3 separate regions of the Rattus norvegicus genome follow, and all the other regions are linked to region 3. A link is a contact called in public HiChIP or PLAC-seq data. All regions are on one chromosome and are shown on one strand. Each heading gives the region's core, a stretch centred on a gene start, on an enhancer-like site or on the middle of the called end of the contact. The rest is flanking DNA. Distances are from core to core; before and after follow the strand shown.

Region 1 (2,954 bases), core at 258-2,757, 210 kb after region 3:
CTGTTTCAGCCCCTTTACTTCTGAGAGTACAAACATAAGACTGTCTTGAATAGATGGGACAAAGATTTTTTTTTAATCAGGCTTCATTTAAATAAATTGCTCCAGAGAGCAAAACCTATTCTTGCAGACAACTGAGTCCGTGTGTATCCTGAAGTAGGTATACATTTGAAACTTTTGTCAACTGCATGCTTTCATTTTAGACCTTCAGCTTTTTTCCTGTGTTTTAAGACTAAAAGTACCTCCTATCTTTGTGTCTGAAGCTTTGTAAACTCACAACAGATATTCCTTCAACAAGCATTTAGTTTATTTTTCTTTTAGAACGGCACCACTAACAGCACCACTCTCGAAATTAATGGCAGTGATGAAGTAGAGAAACATTTGTGTGGTGTGAGACCGTGATCTCAAAGCATCTGAGCCGGAATGGAACTCCGATGGGAACTGTCCTTGGAAGGGTGCAGATAGAGATGCTAACAGATCACTTTAACAATCCCTACTTCATTGTTTTCTCTTCATTCTTTCCTGAGCAACTACCCAATCCATGAAGTAGCTACAAAACTTGTATCAGCTTGTTTTGTCAAAGGGTCAGTAATGGATTTAAACTCCTATATCAGTAAGGACTCTCCTACATAAATGTTAGCTTTGACCAGGGAAGAGGAAGAGTGAAATAGTAAACAAGACCAAACAACAAGAAAAAAATCTACAAATAATGGGTATGGTCCTAGTTAAAGGACCAAGGACTCTGGGGACAACACTGGCCTGGACACACTGCAGCTGCAAGATCTGAGCATATGACAAGAACTTCTTTAAAGATTGATTTTTCTCATTTCAAAAATAGCAGTACTAACTCATAGGGACACCAGAGATCTAAATGCACATAAAACTGACTGGTCTAGTAAACTAATAACCTGTTATAATTGTCTCTTAGCGAAAGCTGTAAAGCAAGAAGTGGCAGGGACTGGTTGTGATAAATCCATTATCAGAGCTTGACAAACTTTACTTTCAACACATTTTACTTCCAGGTAGCTTGATTAGGGGTGGAGGTGTCAAAGGAAAAATACCCTGTGTGGGCTCAGTATAATTATGCTTGTTGCGTCTCACGACACAAAAGTAGTGCATCTTGAAGGATATCCTCTTCGTGTGTATTGAGTTCATGTGTGCTTTTGGTTGGCTTAAGTAAAAAAAATACTGTCAGTGCCTGTGATGGATGCTGAAGAGAGTCAAGAGTGCCGAGGGAAAAAGCTATAAAGGCCGTCTAGGATCCGCCAGTTGTGTAAAGGAACAGCAGAAGAGCACCTGTGTTCCATCATCCGGTTAATCAGGACCTACTGTGTGCACTAATGAAGATCCACATTTGCAAAGTAACTACACCAGCCGCAGTGATATGACTCCTGCAGCATGCGGCGGGGCTGCGCCGCTCGTGCCCGAGGGCTGTGAGTCACGTGGGCGCGCAGCCCCGCCCCGTCGTCGGCCGGGACTTGGTGGGGTGGTGTCTGCCCCGGAAGTGCCTGTCTTCGGCTGACAGCTGCTGGCGCGGTGGCGGCCCCGAGCAAGATGGCGCTGCGGCCGGGAGCCGGAGCCAGCGGCGCGGCGGGGGCGGGCACAGGGCCCGGCGGGGCAGGCAGGTGGGTCGGCGGGGCGGGGCGCGGGACCGGCGGAGTGGGCTGGTGGGTCGTCGGGATGGGCAGGTGGGGCCGGGCGCAGGGGCGACGGTTGCGAAGCGCGAGCGTCCTGGGGACTCGCGGGGAGCGCGCTCGGGTGCAGGCTCCGCCGCACCTGCCGCGGGGCCTCGAGCACTCGCGAGTCCCTTCCAGGCTTGCTGGGCTCGAGATGGTGTTGGAGCGAAGGCTGTGACAAAGCCGGAGGAACCGTTTTAGGAGTGTAGAGTATTGTCTTTCTTCTCATGGAGCGCCCTGTCAAGTCCTTTTCTTTTCTTCACTTACAAATGGGAAAAATCTGAAGACCTTTGAATTAGTCATTGTCTTGAGATAGAGCTCGTCTAGATAAAAACTCTTAAAATTTGTCTGTCATTTTGAAACAAAGAAAATTCACTGACCAAGAGTAGTTATGCTCTTGTTAAAACAAAAGCTTCCAGACTTTATTGTCTTTTAAAAATAAAAGTCTGCTTGCTCTTTGTTACATTTCAGATCATTTTTAGCCTGAGCCTCCTATATCCAGAATGGTAAAGGGGCATTGTAACTTAAGTTCATTTTCATTTAACGAAATGTTTGATTCCAGAAAGTCTACACCCATTTCTATCATGACTCAGTTTGTATTTAATTAGTTAACATACAGCACACACATTCCGAGATAAAATTAGCTTTACATTTTTAAATATCCTAAGTTATCTTTGGAAAGCAAAGTTTCAGGTTTTTTCATGTATAGTTTAATTTTGGAGTCACTTAACACTCCAAATGTGTAAAAGATTTTAAAGTTACCACCTCTTACAGGTGCATATGTGATTGATATACACACACACTCACTCACTCACTCATTCACGGAAGAAAAAAAGCAGCCACTTGAATAAAGTAACTGTGTGTGGCCGGTTTTCTGCTTCCTCTACAGTCTTTGACTTTAAACTTAAAATGTTTTACTTCCTCCTCTTAGTGGTCATTAGAAATCACTTTTGCCTGCAGAATATATAACACATGATGACAGTTTCTAAAATGGCATTCCTAAATGGCATTAATCTATATCAAATGTATGATTAATAGTGGGACTAGTCCTAGAAAATTTCAAAGAATTTTATGTTTTAGGTGCAAATTTTTTCTTTATAAAAAAAAAGGGGGGGGGGAAGAACCCAGGGTATAGAAAAATGAAGTGCATGTCTCAGTTTCGTTTATAGTATTTTAATGTCACTGGTCTAATCAGCTGCGCTGGTGCATGCCTGCAATCCAGCTCTGAGGAGATGGAGGCAGGAAGATGGGGAATTCGAAGACCTTGAGATCCTGTGTTAG
Region 2 (2,740 bases), core at 196-2,695, 190 kb after region 3:
ATCATATATCTACACAAATGATAGAAACATAAGATGTTAGAGTCTATGCACTGTATTATTTATATGTTGATGTCTCCCAGTTTTGTTTCTCCAGTCTCTGTCCTGAGCTTCAGACTCTTGGGTCCAAATACCAAATTGGATGTCTTCACTTAATCAACTAGTGATCTTCATGTCTACAAACATAACAATTCCATTGGTTTAGGTCTCATTCTCACCAAAAGGATGTGCTTCCTTTATTCTTAGTTCAGAAAATGGCATGCCATCAACCCAGTCCAAACCATAGTATTTAGTTTTCTTTAGAACTATTTCCTCAGCCCACACAAACTCCATCGACTACATTAATCTCTACCTCCAAACTATATCCCAAATCAATCCACACTTCTACAGATATCAACCCAAAGGCAACATCGTTTCTTCTTTAGTCTCCATTTCCACTCTTATCTGTTCTATGTCCCTTTTCCAAATAACTCCAAATAAACATGTATGATACTTTCACACATTCATTCATCAAACATTTGTTGAAAGAAAACAGAACCAGGGATCCAATAGTAAAGCAAAAATAGATCTTCATATTCCTGGACTTACATTTCAGAAGAAAGGTTAATACAAAAATAAAAAAGTTGAGTAATTCAAACACAATGAAAATGAATCTAAAAATCAAATGAGATAAACTAAGATAGCTGCCCCTTCCACAGATTTTGTTTTTGTAGCACGTTTACATTAAAATCTAAATACTCAAGCGCAAAGCCCCGGGTTCGGTCCTCAGCTCCGGAAAAAAAAAAATCTAAATATTTCATCATGCCCTTGTTATAGTTTTGAGATCTGGTTTGTTTGCCCCTGTTAGCTACAGCCACTCTGACTTTCTTTCTTCATTTCTTCCTTCGTCCCTCCCTCCTTCTTTCCATCCCGTGACACCCCCCCATCCCCCCCCCACACACACACACAAAACACCCTGTCTTTCCTTCTTTCTGTGGCACTGGAGAGAAACTCAGATCCTGGTTTCTGTTCTAACAAAGTTTCAGACCCTTTCCATTCTTCAGATGGGTTTCCTCTTATCTGGAATGCTGTTTCTACGTCTTGGGAAAGTGGCCCCTTCTCAGTTCAAACATTTGATTGAACTTAAGCAATCTAACTAAAGTAGCTTCGACCCCCTTCTCTGTCCATCACACCTTTTAATTTGTTTCACAGCACTTCCCGTTTTCCTCAGTTACAGTAACTGGTTAATAGTATCTCTGTCCTTGCTAAACTGTAACCTAATGTGCAGAATCTTGGCGTGTTGCTCATCAAACTATCACTAAAAGTCTAGAATAACCCCTCCAACGTTCCATGCCAGTCATGGCCAGGCTCCGCCTCCTGGAGCTACTTCCGCCCACTGCCTGTCCGGAAGGAGTCGCAGAGAGAGAAAGTCGTAAACGCAGGCGCTGTGAGGCTGTGGGGGCTTCTGGGTAAAGATGGATTCCTACGATCTGTTTCGCCGGCTCGGAGCCGGCGCCAAGTTCGACGTGAAGCGGTTCTCAGCAGACGCTACTCGATTCCAGGTACTTTCTGTACGCAGGGAGCCGAGTGACCGAGAAGGGGCGGGATCTGGAGAATGAGACCGGTGCCAGCCGGGCAGCCGGCACGCTGGATGCCCCGAAGCCCGGCTCCGACCACCTGGAGCATTTCCCTCCTTTGGGATTCAGCTTGACCTAAGATTTACCCCAGACTTCTGAATGATTGTTTGCTGAGCTCTGGTAGACTCAGTTGAGCCTGGCACAGATACTTTTGTTTCCCGGCTTCTTACTTTACTCACAAAGTTGGAATCCTTTCCGAGGCCCCTTAGAAACTAAGAAAGCACTTTTTCACCGTAGCCTACCCAGGTTTGACTTAATATGCAGATAAACTGTACTGTAGTGGACAGTTTTTTCCCCCATCACTCCAACCAACGGCATTTTAAGAAAACAACGAGAAGAGTGATGGTGAAATAAGGGGATTTCTTAGAGATGTAGTGAGCATGAAGGAAGTCAGTTGGGGCTCACTTGTGAAACATTTTAAACATAACCTTACTGTAAAAGAACAGCCTTTATGGAAGGTGATGTCTGTATTTCTTCGTCCTGACTGAGGTGTTGTGGTTACATTTGAACACTGGAGCAGGGTTTTCTGGAACCAAATGCTGTGTCTGCTAGTGAATATTTCTAAGATCTTCGATATGTTACTTCCTGATATCTGGATTTTTTTTTCTTCTGTCTCACTGCTATTTACCTTGTAGGGTTGGTGTGAGAATGAAGTAATTTAAACCTAATAAACATCCTAGTAAATGTATAAGTATTCATTGCTGTCGTTGTTACTGGTAGGAGGCCAGAGAGGGTTTTTGTTTGTTTCGATTCCATTTGCCTGAACACACTACTTGGCTCAACAGATTCTTGTTTAAAAGGGTGAAAAGGGTGAATTACTGAACTTGAGACCTCCATATTGCTAGTCATGGGTGAATGGAAACAGTTCTGGCAGTAAATTTCATTTAAAACTTTTGGGGTTTTAGGTAGGAAAAAGAAAATTCGGTTCTGATTCTTCAGAGACCGTGAAGGGACTAGACTTCTTCGGAAACAAGAAATCTGTCTCAGATGAGTGTGGAGGATTACAAACACAGCAGGAGCTCCAAAATGAGGAGACAACAGAAGGGGGCCTGCTGGAAAGGAGTAAGGAGCCGAAGAAGAAAAAGAGAAAGAAGATGACTGCAGGTTAGTGTTGGCTTTCTGCTCAT
Region 3 (2,969 bases), core at 33-2,532:
ATAGCTGATGGCACTGTTTAGGAAGGAGGGGACTTGCTGGAGGAGGTAGGTATATCTTGCTGGGGTATTTTATCCTGGGCCTGACTTGTTTCTTGCTGCTTCCTGGTTTCTTTAGGTGAGAAACCCCAACCAAACACTCCTGTTGTCGTGATAATTCTGCTTTACTCCAGAGCAAATCAGGAGATCCAGCCAAGCATAGCCTTAAACCCCCTAAAATTGTGCACCAGAAAATTTAATAATAATTGTAATAACAACAACAACAACAACAACAATAATAATAATAATAAATCCTCCTTCCTTTAAACTGTTTCTCTAATCCTAATCCTAATCGTGGAAAAGCTACTAATGCCAATATGTTAAGTTCTGATGGCATATATCCTTGTGGGTGGCAATATGTGTCCACCAAGAAAATGAACATACCTATTCTGTGGTCATCACCAACTGAAGGAGAAAAAATATACAGAGTTCCCAGGGAGACCTCTGAAGACTTCCTGAATTGACCAGAGTAACATGGTAGGTGCCCCTACACACCCACCTCCTACCCCGAGACTGGAAACTCACAGCTTAGCGTCAGTATTCATAATACATCAGTACACATAATACAAAGGCCAGTCAGTCTTGAATACTTATGTGGGTCATATATGTCATTAAGCCCAGACAGTTCACACCGTCTCTTTATGGTGGTAAGAACCAAGCTCTATATCCTTCTAGCTCAGTGCAATATTTGAACATATCTTAAGCATTGCTTCAAATACTCTAGGTTTTTAACGTTTTTTTTTTTTTTTTTTTTTTTTTTTGGAGCTGGGGACCGAACCCAGGGCCTTGCGCTTCCTAGGTAAGCGCTCTACCACTGAGCTAAATCCCCAGCCCAATACTCTAGGTTTTAAGCAAGGAAAACCATTGCTGTAGCAACCCGATTATCTCTCTGGATGGGGGTATGTTGTGCCTGGGGATAGGGGGAAATCAAGGACTCCGATAAGATGTCCTATCAGAACATCAAGAGTAGAAGGAAGTCACATAGCTAACTTTTCTGCCACTGTCATCTACAAGTGTGCTCGCCAACTCCAGCCAGAATCTGAAACTCTCGCAATGTCAGCCCTGCCTGGGAGCAAACTTTCTGAGAGGGTAAGGACAGTTGGGTGGCAAATTTCCAGGCCTTATTTCTGCCACTTTTTCCCTATCCGAATCACAGCACCGCCTGCAACCTGTAGCGCAAATAAAGGCTTTCCGGAACTAGAGCACGCGAGGCCCTGCCCCAAGCGGTGCCCCGGAAGTATTTCCCAAGCTATTCACGTAGGAAAAATGGCGGCGGTGCAGGTCGCCGCCTCTCTTCCTTGTGAGCAGCCGCGAGAGGCCCCGCGGGAGCTGTCCCTGGAGCAGAACAATGGGTTCCGCCGCTTGTCTGCCAGGCTTCGCGCGCTGCAGCCGGATGACAGCACTGTGTCCCGCATGGAGATCCACCTGCTCTTCGACCAGCTCATCTCCGAGAACTACTGTGAGGGCGGCGGCGTGGCCCCGGAGGTAGGCAGCGCGCTTCACCCTGCCGGGACAACGGCTGGTTCCTCCCACCGGCTCCTCCGGGTCTCACCCGCGTCCCGGATGACTTAGTTCCAGGCTGGCTCTCTCCCTCGGTCCGTGCCGTATTCTCTGCCCTCCATCTGAAAGCTCGTAAGCCAGCATCTTTCAAAGGCTTCTGCTCTAAAGCCCTCAGCTGCCATCTCTGGTGAGCGATTCCAGGAATGTCGGAACGAGGATAGTCTTAGTCGATTTCGCTGATGAACACACTGAAGCTCACAAAGATCCAGCGTCACGGTTTTGGCAAATGGCAGAGCTAGATTGGAGCCTAAATTTGCCATAAGACCTGTATTTTCTGCTTTGTTTCTGCACTAGTTCCCATTTGCCTCTACCTCTGCTGTCAGAGTGATCTCATTCATACACATCAGATCGCTAATTCCCAGAGTCCTCGAGCCAGTCCTACCCAGGAGGATCTCAAACTTGATAGCTCGCAAAGATAAATACATTGTCTCCCACGCTTCTAATCCCCAGTTCATTCTACCCTACCCCACCCCAGATATACACAAGACGTGCACACTGCTTCTTTTCTTTATCCCGGAGCCTGTTGAATTAAAATTCTTCAGAGTCTGTCTCAAACATGTCTCTCAGTTCACTTGCTCTTCTCTATTCTCTTTGGCTGTGTTTTCGGGTTAGGCAAAACAGTTTTTTCCTGGACTATTCCCCTGGTCTCTCACCAGTCTTCCTCCACTCGAGCCCCTTTGCAGACTAGTCTTTGCCAGAGTCTACTGTTTGGGTTAAAAAACCAAAACAATCCATACAAGTGTAAACGAATCAGAGATTTTCAATGGATATTGGCAAATAGCAGAAGCAAATGGATGATCCGTACAGTAAGAGACAAATATGGGGCTCAAGGCTATAAGGGGGGAGAGGGGAATCCAGAACTGCTCACCACATATAAGGTAGCAGAGTGGAACTAAGTGAAATTAAGAGAACTTTTCATTTATATACTTTGATAGTTTGCACAACAACATGTGTGCCTTTTCAGTCTTCTCTCTTGTTTCTCCTCTTGGGTTCAGTCACTTGGAACTTGCTGCCTTGGTCAGGTTCAAGCACCTGAGGACTTTTCACATCTCCAAGGCTTCCCACAATACATCCCGTCCCCTTGTTTTTTGATTACTTGTCTGTCTGGCAAAGCTCTATTCGTTCTTCAAATTTTCTTTGTTATCTTCCTGCCTCCCTCTTGAGATTGTAAAACCTCTGTGGTTCAGGGAAATGTTTGTTTCACCTTGGAGTCAAAAGGCTTAGCCTACTGCCTGACACATAATAGATGCTTGGTCCCTTTTTATTCATTAAACATCTGTAGATGGTGTAATTTGTAGATAGTGTTCTCTCTCTCTCTCTCTCTCTCTCTCTCTCTCTGTATGTGTGTGTGTGTGTGTGTGATTTTCTAATTT

What was found. HiChIP or PLAC-seq counts read pairs in DNA pulled down with a chosen protein or histone mark.
Region 1: a contact with region 3 is called in an H3K27ac HiChIP or PLAC-seq map of oligodendrocytes, with 3 times the contacts expected there. The contact joins the promoter of Synrg here to the promoter of Heatr6 in region 3. A contact is called at or near these places in 1 of 12 Hi-C or Micro-C datasets (hepatocytes) and 1 of 1 datasets of contacts at active chromatin or transcription factors (oligodendrocytes).
Region 2: a contact with region 3 is called in an H3K27ac HiChIP or PLAC-seq map of oligodendrocytes, with 7 times the contacts expected there. The contact joins the promoter of Ddx52 here to the promoter of Heatr6 in region 3. A contact is called at or near these places in 1 of 12 Hi-C or Micro-C datasets (hepatocytes) and 1 of 1 datasets of contacts at active chromatin or transcription factors (oligodendrocytes).

Annotation. Positions count from the first base shown.
Region 1 is chr10:69,345,606-69,348,559 of GRCr8, forward strand. Synrg (synergin, gamma) reads left to right here and starts at 1,508. Exons shown (of 23, transcript NM_053419.2): 1 at 1,508-1,622. The coding sequence starts at 1,552. LOC134480841 (a long non-coding RNA gene) reads right to left here. Exons shown (of 2, transcript XR_010055717.1): 2 at 2,831-2,945.
Region 2 is chr10:69,320,681-69,323,420 of GRCr8, forward strand. Ddx52 (DExD-box helicase 52) reads left to right here and starts at 1,446. Exons shown (of 15, transcript NM_053525.1): 1 at 1,446-1,538; 2 at 2,519-2,717. The coding sequence starts at 1,452.
Region 3 is chr10:69,131,266-69,134,234 of GRCr8, forward strand. Heatr6 (HEAT repeat containing 6) reads left to right here and starts at 1,283. Exons shown (of 20, transcript NM_001079897.2): 1 at 1,283-1,521. The coding sequence starts at 1,303.